Linked DNA regions of Mus musculus: all the other regions are linked to region 5. The links are chromatin contacts, called in public HiChIP or PLAC-seq and promoter capture Hi-C maps. All regions are on one chromosome and are shown on one strand. Each heading gives the region's core, a stretch centred on a gene start, on an enhancer-like site or on the middle of the called end of the contact. The rest is flanking DNA. Distances are from core to core; before and after follow the strand shown.

Evidence for each region. Promoter capture Hi-C pulls out the DNA fragments that hold promoters and counts their contacts. HiChIP or PLAC-seq counts read pairs in DNA pulled down with a chosen protein or histone mark.
Region 1: a promoter capture Hi-C map of hippocampal neurons shows a contact between it and region 5, with 7 times the contacts expected there. The contact joins the promoter of 6330403K07Rik here to the promoter of Pitpnm3 in region 5. A contact is called at or near these places in 3 of 39 promoter capture datasets (embryonic stem cells and hippocampal neurons), 2 of 115 datasets of contacts at active chromatin or transcription factors (embryonic hindbrain and stem cell-derived neural progenitor cells) and 1 of 9 other capture datasets (embryonic stem cells).
Region 2: a promoter capture Hi-C map of embryonic stem cells shows a contact between it and region 5, with 5 times the contacts expected there. The contact joins the promoter of Gltpd2 here to the promoter of Pitpnm3 in region 5. A contact is called at or near these places in 2 of 39 promoter capture datasets (embryonic stem cells and frontonasal cranial neural crest).
Region 3: a contact with region 5 is called in an H3K4me3 HiChIP or PLAC-seq map of embryonic forebrain, with 6 times the contacts expected there. The contact joins the promoter of Nup88 here to the promoter of Pitpnm3 in region 5. A contact is called at or near these places in 2 of 39 promoter capture datasets (cranial neural crest and hippocampal neurons) and 1 of 115 datasets of contacts at active chromatin or transcription factors (embryonic forebrain).
Region 4: a FOXA1 HiChIP or PLAC-seq map of pancreatic cancer cells shows a contact between it and region 5. The contact joins the promoter of Haspin here to the promoter of Pitpnm3 in region 5. A contact is called at or near these places in 1 of 39 promoter capture datasets (pre-B cells) and 1 of 115 datasets of contacts at active chromatin or transcription factors (pancreatic cancer cells).

What each region holds. Positions count from the first base shown.
Region 1 is chr11:71,032,310-71,035,009 of GRCm38.p6, reverse strand. 6330403K07Rik (RIKEN cDNA 6330403K07 gene) reads left to right here and starts at 1,393. Exons shown (of 2, transcript NM_134022.2): 1 at 1,393-2,521; 2 at 2,601-2,700. The coding sequence starts at 1,608. The coding sequence ends at 1,973.
Region 2 is chr11:70,517,785-70,520,626 of GRCm38.p6, reverse strand. Gltpd2 (glycolipid transfer protein domain containing 2) reads right to left here and starts at 1,418. Exons shown (of 3, transcript NM_146020.1): 1 at 1,149-1,418; 2 at 744-910; 3 at 1-656. The coding sequence starts at 1,409. The coding sequence ends at 119.
Region 3 is chr11:70,968,623-70,971,322 of GRCm38.p6, reverse strand. Nup88 (nucleoporin 88) reads left to right here and starts at 1,350. Exons shown (of 17, transcript NM_172394.3): 1 at 1,350-1,674. The coding sequence starts at 1,372. It overlaps Rpain (RPA interacting protein), which reads right to left and starts at 1,124. Exons shown (of 7, transcript NM_027186.3): 1 at 736-1,124. The coding sequence starts at 816.
Region 4 is chr11:73,136,871-73,139,570 of GRCm38.p6, reverse strand. Haspin (histone H3 associated protein kinase) reads left to right here and starts at 1,277. Exons shown (of 1, transcript NM_010353.2): 1 at 1,277-2,700. The coding sequence starts at 1,310. It overlaps Itgae (integrin alpha E, epithelial-associated), which reads right to left. Exons shown (of 31, transcript NM_008399.3): 27 at 1,060-1,116; 28 at 709-804.
Region 5 is chr11:72,134,495-72,137,300 of GRCm38.p6, reverse strand. It overlaps Pitpnm3 (PITPNM family member 3), which reads left to right and starts at 1,412. Exons shown (of 20, transcript NM_001024927.2): 1 at 1,412-1,647. The coding sequence starts at 1,626.

The sequences.
Region 1 (2,700 bases), core at 144-2,643, 1.1 Mb after region 5:
GAAGGTACCAAAGAGTCTGACTGGGAAGAAAAGTGAGAAATGGGCTCCTTTTTATTCCTATTTTTTTCTTTGGAGTAGTTTTTTTTTTTTCTTTTTTTTTTCCTTTCTGAAATTGATTCTTTTTCCTGTTTTATTCAACACTTTAAAAAATACTCAGTGTGTACACGTATGTTTAATGTATAATATGTGAGCACATGCACATCGCAGAGCATAGGAGAGAAGTTCAGGGGGTAATTTGTAGACATCAGTTCTCTCCTCCTATCATGTGACTCTCAGGCATCAAATTCAGGCTCTCGGGCTTGGAGGCAAGCGCCTTTAACCTACTGAGCCACCTTGCTGCTCCCTGAGATTGGTTTCCAATCACGTGTGAGATGCACTGAAGACTAGGAGCAGATGAGGAGTGTGGAAATGTGCGATATAGATAGCAGTGAGAGGAGAGAGGCAGAGGGAGGGAAAGGGAAGTCTGCCTCTGTTACTTCCGGACCCTGGGTTGGTGAGAGTTTTGTTGTGATGTTCTGAGGGGTTTTTTGTTTTGTTTTTTTGTTTGGTTTGTGTGGTTTGGTTTGGTTTTTCTTTGAGGCAGGGTTTCTCTGTGTATCCCTGGCTGTCCTGGAACTCACTGTAGACCAGGCTGGCCTCGAACTCAGAAATCCGCCTGCCTCTGCCTCCCAAGTGCTGGGATTAAAGACATGCGTCACCACGCCCAGAGTGATGTTGTTTTTGTTAGATTGTTTTGTTTGGTTTTGTCTTTTGAGTCAGAGCCTCATTAGACATCCAGGCTGGATGGAAACTACTGATCTTCTACCTCAGTCTCCTAAGCTCGTACATAGCTAAGTTTCCTGTGTCAGTTGTTGTTGTTGTTGTTGTTGTTGTTGTTGTTGTTTTCTACAAGACTGTTAGTTTTTTCATGCATTACACAAACATACATGCTGGAGCCAGAAAGGGATCAGGAGTTAGTGAGGGAAAGACAATAATTATCGAGTAAGTGGCTAACAGTTTGTCAGTTGGCCTTTCTTCGCTGATTTTCATGTACGAGGCTTTCAGACAGCAATGCAATGTCCTTCGGTTATAAAACTGCGCATTTGTGCGCCATCTCATTAAATGTGTTTGTATGCCCATCAAATTTTAAGCTCTTACATTATTCATGTCTTTAAAACTAGAAACAAAACCCTGGGGGAAGCTCTGCACACAGCTTGGAGCTTTGCCCCCTGCATTTCTGCTTCCAGACTGCCAAGTCCCCCTTACTAGCTGAGAGATCCCAATGTCTCTCGCCTCCTTCTCCCCTCCCCCCCCCCCCCCCCGCAAGACAGTCTCGTTGCTATGGAGATAGACTTTGCTGCGCCAAGACTTGCAAGGTGCTAGAAACTGGCTGGCCAACCTCTGCAACAGGCTGTGGGCGGAAAGGAGGAGCCAGAGAAAGAGTGTTCTGGGCAGAGAGGCCCCGGACCCGGTAGAGGCCCCCTGCTCTGCTGGCTCCGCCCCTATCACCCCCACCCACCCAGGGTATAGAAATACTGCTGCAGTCCGGGCCACCGCCCACTGCACTGCGACCCAGCAGGGACTTCGCCTCTTAGTCTCAGCAGCTTATCTGCCCGTGCTCTGCGCCCATGGCTAAAGGTCCCTTTTCGCGCAAGCCCTGGGGTCCAGAGCAGATGTATTTCGATTCTGACCCTGAGTACGAGGGCCTGTTCGATAAGCCTCCCCTGGAGGAGGGCCACACTGCGCGTGCACCTAAGTCTGCATCCTCGGCTGGCAGGAAATCTGGTCGGCGTTTGAGTGGGAGGGCTCCGGGGACCCGCGCTGGGCTGTCCCGAAAGGCCGCCGTGCGTCCAGAGCCCAAGGAAGAAGAGCCTCCAGTGGAAGAGGGCTGCTACCTTGACCACTTCCCGCACCTCTCCATCTTCATCTACGCGGCCATCGCCTTCTCCATCACCTCCTGCATCTTCACCTATATCCATTTGCAGCTTGCCTAAGTGGCCAGGGCCCCGACGGGGTGGGCGCAGAGTCGAGGGGAGGGGAGGGGAGAGGAATGAGAAGCGTAGCCTTTTGTTTCGGAAACGCGCTGCACCCCCTTCATCTAGCATTCGATGCTTCTTTTCTTTGTTGTCGCTTTGTCTAACTGTTCATCAGACGGTCCAGAGTCGCTGCAGGCAATGAAATAGCTGTGCTGCTTGCACCCGTACATTGAGTGCAATTAGTATAATCCTGGATTGAATTGAACCCAGTTTGTAATTAGGATGTCTCTGTATCCTACCACTTTGTGACGTGAGGGCCTAGCATTTTGGTGTTTGTAGAGCAGAGTCCAGCCTTCTGTTGTTTAAAGGATGAACCAGACCCGAGTCTGCGGCCTCCCTGAGAAGGTACCGCAAGGAGAATCAGCACCCTGGCTCGGAGTGCTGGAGCCTCATGATGCTGCGTCACACCGGGATGAGCCAGTTGTGCCTAGTTCTTTTGGTTAGGACTCTGAGCACCAAGCTGGCGGACCTGGGAGAGCAGCGGATATGGCTGGCTGCTGGAGGAGGTGAGTGGCGTTTTGTCAAGATGATTCTGACCCACCAGGAGTTGGGGCTGACGCGGGCTGTGTATTTTTGCCATTTCAGGTTTTGTGGTTACCAGAACTGACCACCAGAGAGTCAACGCTCAAGATGGGTTTTTGGACTGTGTGGAAAAGTAGACCACAAGTCTTCAGAGATGGAGGCC
Region 2 (2,842 bases), core at 169-2,668, 1.6 Mb after region 5:
TAACTGTGGTGACTTCACTAAAGAGGACCGCTAGCTACTCTCAGGCCGCCGGTAACCCTGAGTATGTACATCCCTTCCCAGAAATGCCTTTCTGGTCGGTCTCTTGATGCCGCGGCCATCAAGCCAGCTGGAGCAGGCCGTGGCCGGCCAGCAGGCCCTGGGTACGATTGTACACATCCTCCAGGACGCCGGCGGCCCGGGCCAGAGCAACCCGCGCGTCCGCCTCTCCTGTTCCGGGACACGCCAGCTGGAGCAGGCGACCGCGACTCGGGAGGGCCAAGATCGCCAGGCGAGCGGCCTGACGGATAAGCCATGGATGGTGCGGGGCCAGGGCGGTGCTGTAGGCTTCCCCGCACTGCGTGCCCGCATCTGGACCTCCAAGCGTCCCTGTCGCCACCCTGTGGAGGCAGAGCTGGGACCAGCGCAGCGCGCGATGCAACAAAAGTAGCGTTCGAGAGCCCGAGGACCCGGCTGAATGCCCAGGTTCGGTTCCCGGGCGCTGTAGCAATCCTGCTCCCCGCTCCCATGTGATCATAGTCATCAGCGATGTGTAGTGTGAAGCATTGGGGCCGTGCACACGAGCCTCGAGGTCGGTCACCTTGTTGAAGGCCTCGCTGGTGGCAAAGGCGAAGACAGTGCCAAGGGGAGTTAGGAACCTGTTTGGTGGTGGAAGTGGGGAGATGACTTGCGAAACCACAGAATCATTTGGAGGAAGATGGGCTTGGGGAAGGGAGACCACTCACCTAAGTAGTTCTCTCCATCCTGCCAGATACTGAGACAACGCCACATCCCCTTCAGGGCTCATACAGGCCAGGAAGGGGCTCACCATGCGACCCAGCGCCCCATGAGGCCCTAGACAGGGAAGCTCTTCCTTCTCTGGGACCACTAGGGGTCTGGCCGCTGGGCCAGTCTGGGAGATAGATATAAGAGATACATGAAAAGTTCCTAGCCTGCTAGGCCTACTTAGCCACTGTTGGGCCCTGAAGAATGTCCCTCAGGTTTAGCTGGGGTTCCTCCTGGTTATTCTTGACATCTGAAGGGGGGAGGGAACAGAGAGGGAGGAGCCTCCTTTCATTCGATTCTCAGTCTGGTTCCCCTGTTTCTTTGTTGCAGAGTCCCCAGACTCTGGCCTTAAAACTCAAACATACCTGGGAAGGTAGCGGTCTCTCTGGATTGCAGGACTGCACCCCTGCCGGGAAACTAAGCAGGGAGCCGAGGACTGGAGAAGGAGAAGGGAGTTTGAGTCCCCGCAGGCCGGACTGCTGGGTTCTCTGAGCTGGTAAGGGGAAGGGCCACTCATAGAAGAACCATATACTGATGTAAAGAAGTAACAGCGTTAAGATAGCGAAGGGAATTGCATGGCGGAACCAGCGTCCCAGGGCTGGGGACAGTGAGACCCCCATGACCATCGCTGGTGCACCTCACCTAGCTAGTTGGTGGCCTTTCCCTTCCCGTGGTGTCCAGAGGTGCAGAGAGTTAATAATTAATCTATTAAGGACCCCTCCCTTGTGTCCTTTGCCCTAGAGGTCAGATCCTAGGGTGAGAGACATAATGACGATTTGGGGGACATAATATGTGACCTGTCTCTGCATTGCCTTTACCTGTGGGGCTAGCTTGTCGTAAGAGGCAGCGTCTTGTGGGTTCTCCTTAAATCTGGACACGAATCCACTGTAAGCTGCAGATAATGGGCCTTTGTAAATCTCATGTGAGGATCAATTGATAACGCATGTGAAAGCATTCCAAGTGGAAAGCTGACCACAGTTGCCCAATACGTCTTACTTGTTAAGGCTCGAGGATGGGGCTTTAGGCTCTCTCTCTCTCTTTTTTTTTTTTTTACATTCTTGCCGAGAGGTCTGGAAACCTTGGGAATAAAAATTTCAATTCCCCAGGAAGCTTACTGGGCTTCTCTGAAGGAGCCACTGACAAAGAACCTTTAGCCAATGATGGCCTGAGTTAGGGAGGATAAGGCTGTAGCTGAGTCTGCTTGTGAGACTCCTGGCTGAAGAAGATAACAAAGCCAGAACTGAGCTGGCTTCCAAAAATCTTCAGGGTCTCACCAATTATAATAGAACTAACCTAGCACCTAATGAAAATGGTACTAATGTTACTGCTTTGACCCTTACCAATCATATTAGAGGTTACCTAGTCCTTCTGGGAAATTCCCCTAGACCTGCCTAAAAGGATGTCTTGCAAGCCCCTCAAGTCATTGCCATTTTGTTGTGACCCCTGCATGCTGGTAATTTCTGCAGAATAGACGCTCTTTGCCTTTGCACACTATTTGAGTCTGGGGCCTTCCATCAGTGATTCTTGGACATTATAATTTAATTTTTTGAGCTTCACTTTAGCGTTTCATTCATTAAATCAGTCATTACTTTCCTATGGCAGGCCCTACACTAGACCCCCAGAATACAAAAGTATTTTCATAGCTGGGCACAGTAGCTCAGGTCTTCATGTAACCTTAGGTATTTGGGAGGCTGAGATAGGAATATCAAAAGTTCAAGGCCAGCCTGGATAACTTATCTAGACTCTGTCTTAACATGCTTTATAAAAAGGGACACTCCAACTCTAGTGATAATGTTTAGGCCCAGCATCTGACATACCATTGTAGGTTTCCCTGTAATACAGACTCTAACAAGAAATGGCTATCCAGAACCCCTGTTAATCTTTATTCCAAGAAACTTAGAAAAGCACCCAAATCCACACATGGTGCGTGCCCAGGCAGACTTTGAGGAGTTTGTGCTCTGAGAACTAAAGTCCTAGGGAACCTGCCTAAAACAACAACAACAATGGGTGACCCCACCTGTGCTAAATATGCCCATGACAGGATCTGGCATTCTTTCCT
Region 3 (2,700 bases), core at 101-2,600, 1.2 Mb after region 5:
AGCCATCGGGTCTGCTACTGAAACATAAGGACTCTTGAGCCATCTCTCCACCCCCAACTCGGGACAGTTTTTGTTCCCAAGTGGTTGTCACAGCTCTGCTTGAAGAACTGCTACTGACTGGTGCCATTTAGTAGGTGGAGAGACCAAGGCTGCTGCATCTAAGTGTTCTACATTGTACAGAACCACCTCCCATAATAGAACGTTCTCCTTCGAAACGTCAGCACTCACTGTTGAGAAACACTACTCCACACAACATGTTCAGCATGAAGATTGTTTTTCTGGGTGGTTCTTCTGGAATACACCCACCCTTTTGAGACTGCTGAACAGGGAGATAAGCTGCTTCTTAGAAGGAACTACTTGAGTTCGGAAGAAGGCGGAGCTTAAGTTCAACTCTCCTAACCGTGTCTGATGTTCTTCAGGAGAGAAATAACTTCTATCTCACGTGACGTATACATACGGAGTGCTTCCCTCTGTAACCGAACGTTAGGTGGTGGTGTTGCTACTGCTGTCATGACTCTTAAAATATGAAACAAAGTCGAATCCTAGGATAGCATAACACCTACGCCGGCCAACAGCCCGGGCGGCGGCCGGGACCCAATCCTATAGCAAGAGATCCACCTCGCTGGCCAGGCACACCGGGCACCTGCTCCACAACCAGTGCTGAAGCGAGCACACCGAGGACAGAGGTCCTTGGGAAGATTAGGGAAGTGATGACAACCCAAACTTCACACTCACCTGCCTGAAAGTTTCTTTCCAGTGGGGCGAGCCCACCTGCTTGTACAACAAGCGGTGCGGAGACCCCGAGGACTCTGCCATCTCCTCCCTTAGCGGGAAACAGCGCCCAAATCACCGCCCCTTAGCCGCGCGCAAAGGATTCTGGAAGTTGTAGTCTCGGCGCAGTCTGTCTGTACTTCAGGCCGCCGGGCTTTCTTGGAATTGTATCTAGTTTCTATCCCCTCACAGTGACAGATTTAGGGGAATCCGAGGATAGATGAAGCAGTGACAGTTGAGAAGTAAACACCACCCGGGCTGAGGGAGGTGAATCTTGAGAGAAAGTTCTGGGTTTACCCAGAGGAAGTTGTCCAGTAGACAATCAGACACACATCTCTCATCCTTAACGCTACCCCCTCACTGGCCCAGCAGCAGCCCCAAAGCGATCCTTACACTCCACTCCGCCCCGCCCCGCCCCGCCCACCTTGGCTTCAACCCGCGGCCCTGTCTATCCTCTAGCGATTCTTTCTTATTGGGCCAACTTCTCGAGATTCCTACACTTTGATAGGCTGAAGCTGTGAAGTGCTGGCCGCGGATTGGCTACGCACAGCAGCGGGCTTCGTTTCCTCCCGCCCCTCAATCCTGAGCTGTTAGTTCAAGATGGCGGCTGCCGTGGGGCCCTTGGGCGATGGGGAGCTGTGGCAGAGCTGGCTTCCTAACCACGTCGTGTTCTTGCGGCTCCGCGAGGGCGTAAGAAACCAGAGTCCAGCCGAAGCGGAGAAGCCAGCGGCTTCGACTTCACCCTCGTGCCCGTCTCTGCCGCCGCATTTGCCGACGAGAAACCTGGTCTTCGGCCTCGGAGGGGAACTGTTTCTGTGGGACGCAGAAGGCAGCGCCTTCTTGGTGGTTCGCCTTCGAGGCCCCAGCGGTGGTGGCGTGGAGCCTCCTCTCTCCCAGTATCAGGTGCGCCGGTCCATCGTGAAAGCAATCAGCCTTTTGGTTCGTTGGCGGACCTGGGCTGGCGTCTTTTGGGAACGCCCCACTTCGAGTGGAATGACCCCGCTTTGTAGCTCAATCTGGTCTGGAATCACTATGTAGCCCAGGCTAGCCAGGAACTCCTGCCCCAGTCTCTGAGTGTTGAGATTACGGGTCTAAGTCATTTATAAACACCAAAACAGAGGCTAGGCCTGTGTGTGTGTCCAGCACCTGACATAAACCTAGAGCATGCACAAGCTCCGTAATATCTGTGATTTGCTTCGGTGGGGGTGGAGGGGTTTGTTGAGACAGGGTTAACAGCCCTGGTTGTTCTGGAACGCACTCTGTAGAGCAGGCTGACCTCATTAACAGAGATCTGGAGGATCCTGATCAGAGCTAGGATTAAGCCATGTGCTGCCACTGCCCAGTTCTACAACAGGCATTTAAAGACATGGGCCTACAGATTTAAAAGCAATTAGAAATATTATTATATTCAAAAGAAATCCTTATTTAAAAGGATTTTTGGCTTAGTATAATTCTCCATACTAAGGTAAATAATATATTGATGGTCTCATCATTATTTACGAATAATAAAAAGAAATTAGAAATCTAAAATGGTCATGAGAAAAGAAATAGGAAGTACCAGGGTGAGAGTATTTTTGAGGCTATATGATGCTATGACAAATTATTGAAACTCCCTTAAACTATCACTCTTTTATATTAAGTCCACGTAGATGAAGCAGTACTGCTTGCTGCAAGGCGCTTGAAGGTAATCTAGGGCCTTACCTGTGACCTTGGGTGACCTGGAGCTCAAACAGAGCCACCTGCACCTTATCTGGTGCTGGGAATAAAGGCGTGAACCTTTACACTTGGCCTGAAGCTCTTCCTTTCTCTACAGTACAGTTATAAGATGGTAATCTGTTGATACTTCCGAGTTTATGTATTTACTGGGTATCAAGAGTCTGCTTGAGGCCAGGAACACAGAAGAAAAATCTCAAGTAGCGCCTACTGGGT
Region 4 (2,700 bases), core at 28-2,527, 1.0 Mb before region 5:
AGACCAAGAGAGGAAGTTAGATCCTCCAACAGCTGGAGTCCCAAGTAGTTGTGAGCTGCCCAACTTGAGTGCTAGGAGCCGAAGCAACATATCCTCTGTAAGAGCGCATGCTCTGAACTGCTGAGCCACCTCTCCAGCTCTTTTTTTTTTTTTTTTTTTTGGTTTTTTTCGAGACAGGGTTTCTCTGTAATAGCCCTGGCTATCCTGGAACTCACTTTGAAGACCAGGCTGGCCTTGAACTCAGAAATCCGCCTGCCTCTGCCTCCTGAGTGCTGGGATTAAAGGTGTGTGCCACCACGCCTGGCCCTCCAGCTCTTGAAGAACTATTTGTACTGGTTAGGGGGGAAGCCAAGACAAAGAGGGCATGTCCAAGGTTATGCAACAGGCCAGAGACGGTGACCTAAATTACAGCCACATCAATAGAGACAGAGAGAAGTGATTTCATATGTATTCTGAAGGTGGGATGGCAGGGTTTGCTGCTGGGATACACTTGGGGATGAAACAAAGAGGTAATCACAGGTCATTCCAACATGTCTTAGTATGGAAAAAGATTAAAATCCCTACTAAGTAACTTGCTAAGAGCTGTTTGAGACAGGCCAATCAAATGATCTATTTTGAACGGCACCTTTCAGATGCTATTATCCTTTCTTAGAGGATAGGTCCTCTAGGATTGGACGACCCAATCTGCAGTCTCTCAGTCTCAAGTACCTGCTTAGTGTGGCCCACGGAGATCTCTGCGGCCACGGTTACATTTTCTTTATTAGATGTGATAGCACAGACCACTGAATGCCATTCTTTTACATGCTGCAAAAGCAAAAGGTGAGTCTGCTTACTCCCTTTTCGTGTTTTAGGATTGAAAATCTGAATATCTAAGATAGGGCATCCAAGGTCCCAGAGCAGACATTTGAGCAAGTCCCCTTCGCCCAAGCCAAGTGTCAGTTATCCTGGCAAACAGGACCAGAGAGGCTGAAAGTCTCAGAAAGAACACTGCAGAAGCAGTCACCCTCTCAAGAGGCTCTCCACATCCCTCTCTCGGGCTCTTGAGACGACTTCGCTCACCTGCACAGGATCGCTTCCACACGCAGGCTCTTGACTCTGGGTGCACTCAGTGTGGTCCTGAAAAGAGAGCCTTTGCTGAGCCACCCTGAGCTCCAAGTCCCGCTAGGCATCTGCCCCCTGCCGGCTTCCGGGAGGTCAGGCAGGCTGCGCAGCCGAGGGCCGGCGCTAGGACCCAGCGGGCCGACGGGCGCTCGCGCGCTCGCCGCAGTCTCGCGGTGTTTCTGTTTGAAACGCCGGGCGGGCGCTCGCTATGGCACAGGCTCACCCGCGGTCGGGTACCCGGCTCTTTCGAACGTACGCGGCGAGGGGCGTCCGGGGGTCGCAGCGGCAGCCTGGCGGGCTGGCTGAGCAATGGTTCCAGCCGCCGAACCTGAAGCGCGCCTTCAGCAGCAGCCTCAGCGACAGTAACGAGTCGCCGGCTGTCGCTTCCGACGACCCGGACGACCCCGACTTCCCCGGCAGCCTCGTGGGCCAGCGGCGGAGGCGTCCTCGGGGCAGCGGCTCCCGGAACCAGCGGACCCTGACAAACACTCCAAGAGTCCAAAGGCTGCGACCTCGGCTCCCGCAGAAGTGCAGCACCCCGTGCAGCCGGCTGCGACCGCCACCTTTCCCCAACTGCAGCCCGGGCTGCCTCGGGTCGGACCACAGTGTGTGCATCCAGTCCAGGGACAGCAACGAGCTGGGCACCAGTGCCTCCCTCTTCAGCTCTCCGGCCTCGCCCGGAGCCCCCGACCCTTTGTATGCTGACTCTGCAGTCCCCGGGAGCTTCCACTTGCCGGCAGCCTCCCTAAGTGAACCGTCTGTGCCCTGCCCCCAGGTGGCAGCAACCGGTGACAGGTACACCGGGAGGGCCCTCCGAGCCGAAGCCAGCTTCAGGTCATCTCTCTTTAGCCTTGTGAACTCAGGGGCCACAGAAGAGAACAAGTTTGGGACAGATGGGGAGAATGTGAAGGAATCGTGTTGTGAAAGAAGACAGCAGATGGGAAACAGACTAACGGACCCTGATCTGACAAGCCCGGGAAAGAGAAAGGCCGCGTGTAAAAAGGTTGTGTCCCAAGGAGTCGACCAGAGAGACTATGAGGAGTCCAGTGCTTGCAAAGACCTTCGTGTACCAGGGGAAATCAGCAGGCCTAAGAGAACTGGGCCACTCCGGAAGAGGAAACAGCAAGAAGCAACGGGAACCCCTCCCCGCCACTACCACCAATCTAAGAAGAAAAGGAAAGCGTCAGTCTCCTTATGGAACTTGAATACTAGCCAGAGGGATTCTTGGACCAAAACCAGAGCCTCCTTCGGTTTCCACAAGAAGAAAATTATAACCAGTGTGATAGAGGTATGCAGTTCTGTTGCCAGTTCTTCCTCCAGGTCCCTCCTGTCTGAATGTTCGACCCCTCCTATCAAGAACAGAGCACACCTTACTGTTTCTTCTCGATGCTCTTCTGTGTATTTGCTAAGTCCCTTAAAGACCCTGCATGTCACAGACCAAAGGCCATCTTATGCTGAAAAGGTTTATGGGGAGTGTAATCAGGAAGGGCCCATCCCCTTTAGTGATTGCCTTTCCACGGAAAAACTGGAACGGTGTGAGAAGATTGGGGAAGGAGTGTTTGGAGAAGTGTTTCAGATAATTAACGACCAAGCACCTGT
Region 5 (2,806 bases), core at 163-2,662:
AGTGGCCTGAGATGGTGAACAGCTTTGGATCCAGGACTTTGGGGCTTCTGAACTTCCATGTCTACAAGATGTGTTGCTGTCCCACTCTGGAGTCCTTGGGACTAAAGGGTTTTTTGAGAGGTGAGACAGTCATAGCTAAAACTAAGATGGAGAATCTTTGTCAAAGCATGCTAGCTAGCTGTCGTGAGTGAAGGCACGTTGTTCGGTCTGCACAGAGGACCCTAGGAAAGCCTGGTTTGGTAGATGAGGCATCAGAAAGCAGGGAGAGGTCCATGAGTAGGCGATACAGACTTCCTTTCGCTGAGGTGAAGAACTTTGTTGCTGCTAGCTCTGTGCAAAAGTTTCGGGAAGACTCTTGCCTGAGGCTGAGCCTTTGATAGACTAAAGAGGGAGTGTAAGGCTGATTAACCTGGATAGGCTGAAGGAGTCAAAGCCCAGAAATGGGTGTGTCCCGTAGAGGCCCCTTGTGTGCTTTGTTTCTATGGGGCAGTGGATGGGGCACTTAAGTCCTGGCTGGCCTAGGGGTGGAACTGTCTAGTGCCCAGTGTGGGTGCTTGGCTGCAGACTGTGGGAGAAAAACAGGCTTCAGGGAAGGCCCAACAGTCCTCTAAGGAGCCTAGCCCTCACCCTAACCGTCAGCAGGGAGGAAGTGGCCTCGCCTGGAACTGAGCTAGGGAGCCGACTGCTCTCTCCAGGACCCTACCTTCTAGGCCCCATCTAAAACGACTGACCATCTCCTGTGGATCCCCTGACTGCAGTGGGCAGAAACCACAATTTAAATGTCTCAGGAGGCCCGCTAATTAGAATGTCAGCACTTCTGTGAGAAAGTGTTAGGGGGACACACTGCTTTCTGCCAGGCTCCCCACAAACTCTGCTTAGCGTTTACTGGCAGGTGGGGTTTGCAGGTTTAACGGATCCTTTAGTGCTAAAGGACAAAAGCTTTCCTCTCTTGAGACTAGAGCAGATGCAGGCATCCAGCATCCCTGGAGTTGGGAGCTGATGGAGAAGTCCCCTCTCATCTCTGCGAGACTTCGTTCTAGGTTTCTCAGTCTCCTGGGTCCTGGTCTTCCTTGCTCTCCCTGTCCTCACAGACTCTAGCCAGCTCCGATTTCCTTGAATTTCTCTCTCTCCCAAGGGTGTTTCTGCCCTAGGAGCGCCTCTTTCTGGTGCCTTGTCTCAGGGTCACTGCGCCCCAGGCTCGCAGTCCATGTCTTCATCCCTGCCTGGCCCGCAGCGTCTCCGAGCTGTAATCCGGAGTCTGTCTACGTCTGTCTTTCAGCGAGGGTCGGGGTCTCAGTGGCCGCAATCAGTGGGCTGCGCCTCCCGCGCGCTGCGGTGGCCGCGCGGCTCCGGGCGGGGGTGCGGGCCCGCGGGGGCGGTGTCGGGCGCCTTCCGTCGTCAGTCCCTCCCCGGCGGCGCGGAGGGGGGGCGGCGCGGTCGCCGCTCGGCTCCTTTAAGGGAGCGGGAGGGAGCGGCGAGGCGGCGGCGGTTGCGGTGGAGGCGGCCGAGCGAGCGGGGCGGGGGCGCGGGGCGCGGCGCCCGGAGAGTCCGCTCCGGCCGAAGGCGCCGGGGCCCGGCCGGGAGCGAGCAGCGCCGGCAGCACAGCGGAGCCCGCCGCCCGGGACATGGCCAAGGCGGGCAGCGCAGGTGAGCGCGGCGCGGGGCGCTCGGCGGGTGGCGGGAGGGATCGCTCGGCCCAGGTGAGCCCCCCAACCAGGTGGGCGGAGGCACAGTGACCGCGGCGACCCGCCCGGACCCCGGGGCGTGCATAAGGGGCTCCGCGCGCCCTGCGTCCTTCCCGCGCCCCCAGTCACCTCGTGGGACACCGCATCCCGCTTGCCCCGCTGCACTGGGTCAGGTCCACGGCTCCTCAGTCCAGTCGGCAGTTCGGAGCTGTCGCTGCCCTCCGGGAGACCGGGGGAGTAGACCCCGGCACCGGAACCCAAAGGGGATGTCCCGCGGTCGCTGATCCATCCCACGCCCCAACAAACCAGGACGCGCCCCCTTGTCCTGTCACTCTCTATCTTGGATGCGACAGTCCCCCGCCCCTGCCACCAGCTGGGTTAAGAGACCCAGATTACTGGTCCCGTCGCTGGAGGGGTACACTATGGCTGGGGAGCCTCCCCGCCTCCCACCTGACCCAGAGGCAGAGCCTCAGGTGCCGGGCTAGGCAGGCGGGGCCTCTGTTGGGGTCCCATGGGCTCGGCTCTCCTGCAAGCTCAGAGCTGTAGCCCAAGGATCCCAGGGAGTAGGTGTTAGTCGTCCCTTCATTCATCCAGTCAGGCGTTCATTCACCAGCATCTGCTCTGATGTCAGGCCCTGTGAGTTGGTTAGGACCTGGAGGGGACCAGGTTTAGCCCCGGACTCCCCACTCTGTGCCCTGGACCCCTACAGTGCCCTAAAAGGCCAAGTTGAGGAAAGCCAGTGTTCATAGGGCTGGCCACAAATGGATGAGGCTGGTCTCAACAGTCCTGAGCTTGGGAGCTCTGGCGTGTGAGAATCTGCCATGAACTCACTCCCAGCCTGTGACGTTGGCAGGTGCCATGCCATCCCCGTGGGGCCTGGTGTGAACCCCACTTCTCCACCCATAGGCATGGCAAAGATGGAATGAACATGACCACCTGCCCGCACTCTAGATGTGAGTGCCATTGAACTGCCTGCGACCCTGGGACAGGTCCCAATCCTTGGCATGGACTGGCCTTGTGACTCAGGTGTGGCAGAGGAATCCTGTGAGGGAGAGGCTGTTTGTGTGAGACAGCATAAGCAAATGCATCTAAACACCCCCTTTCCCACTTCCCTCCCCTCC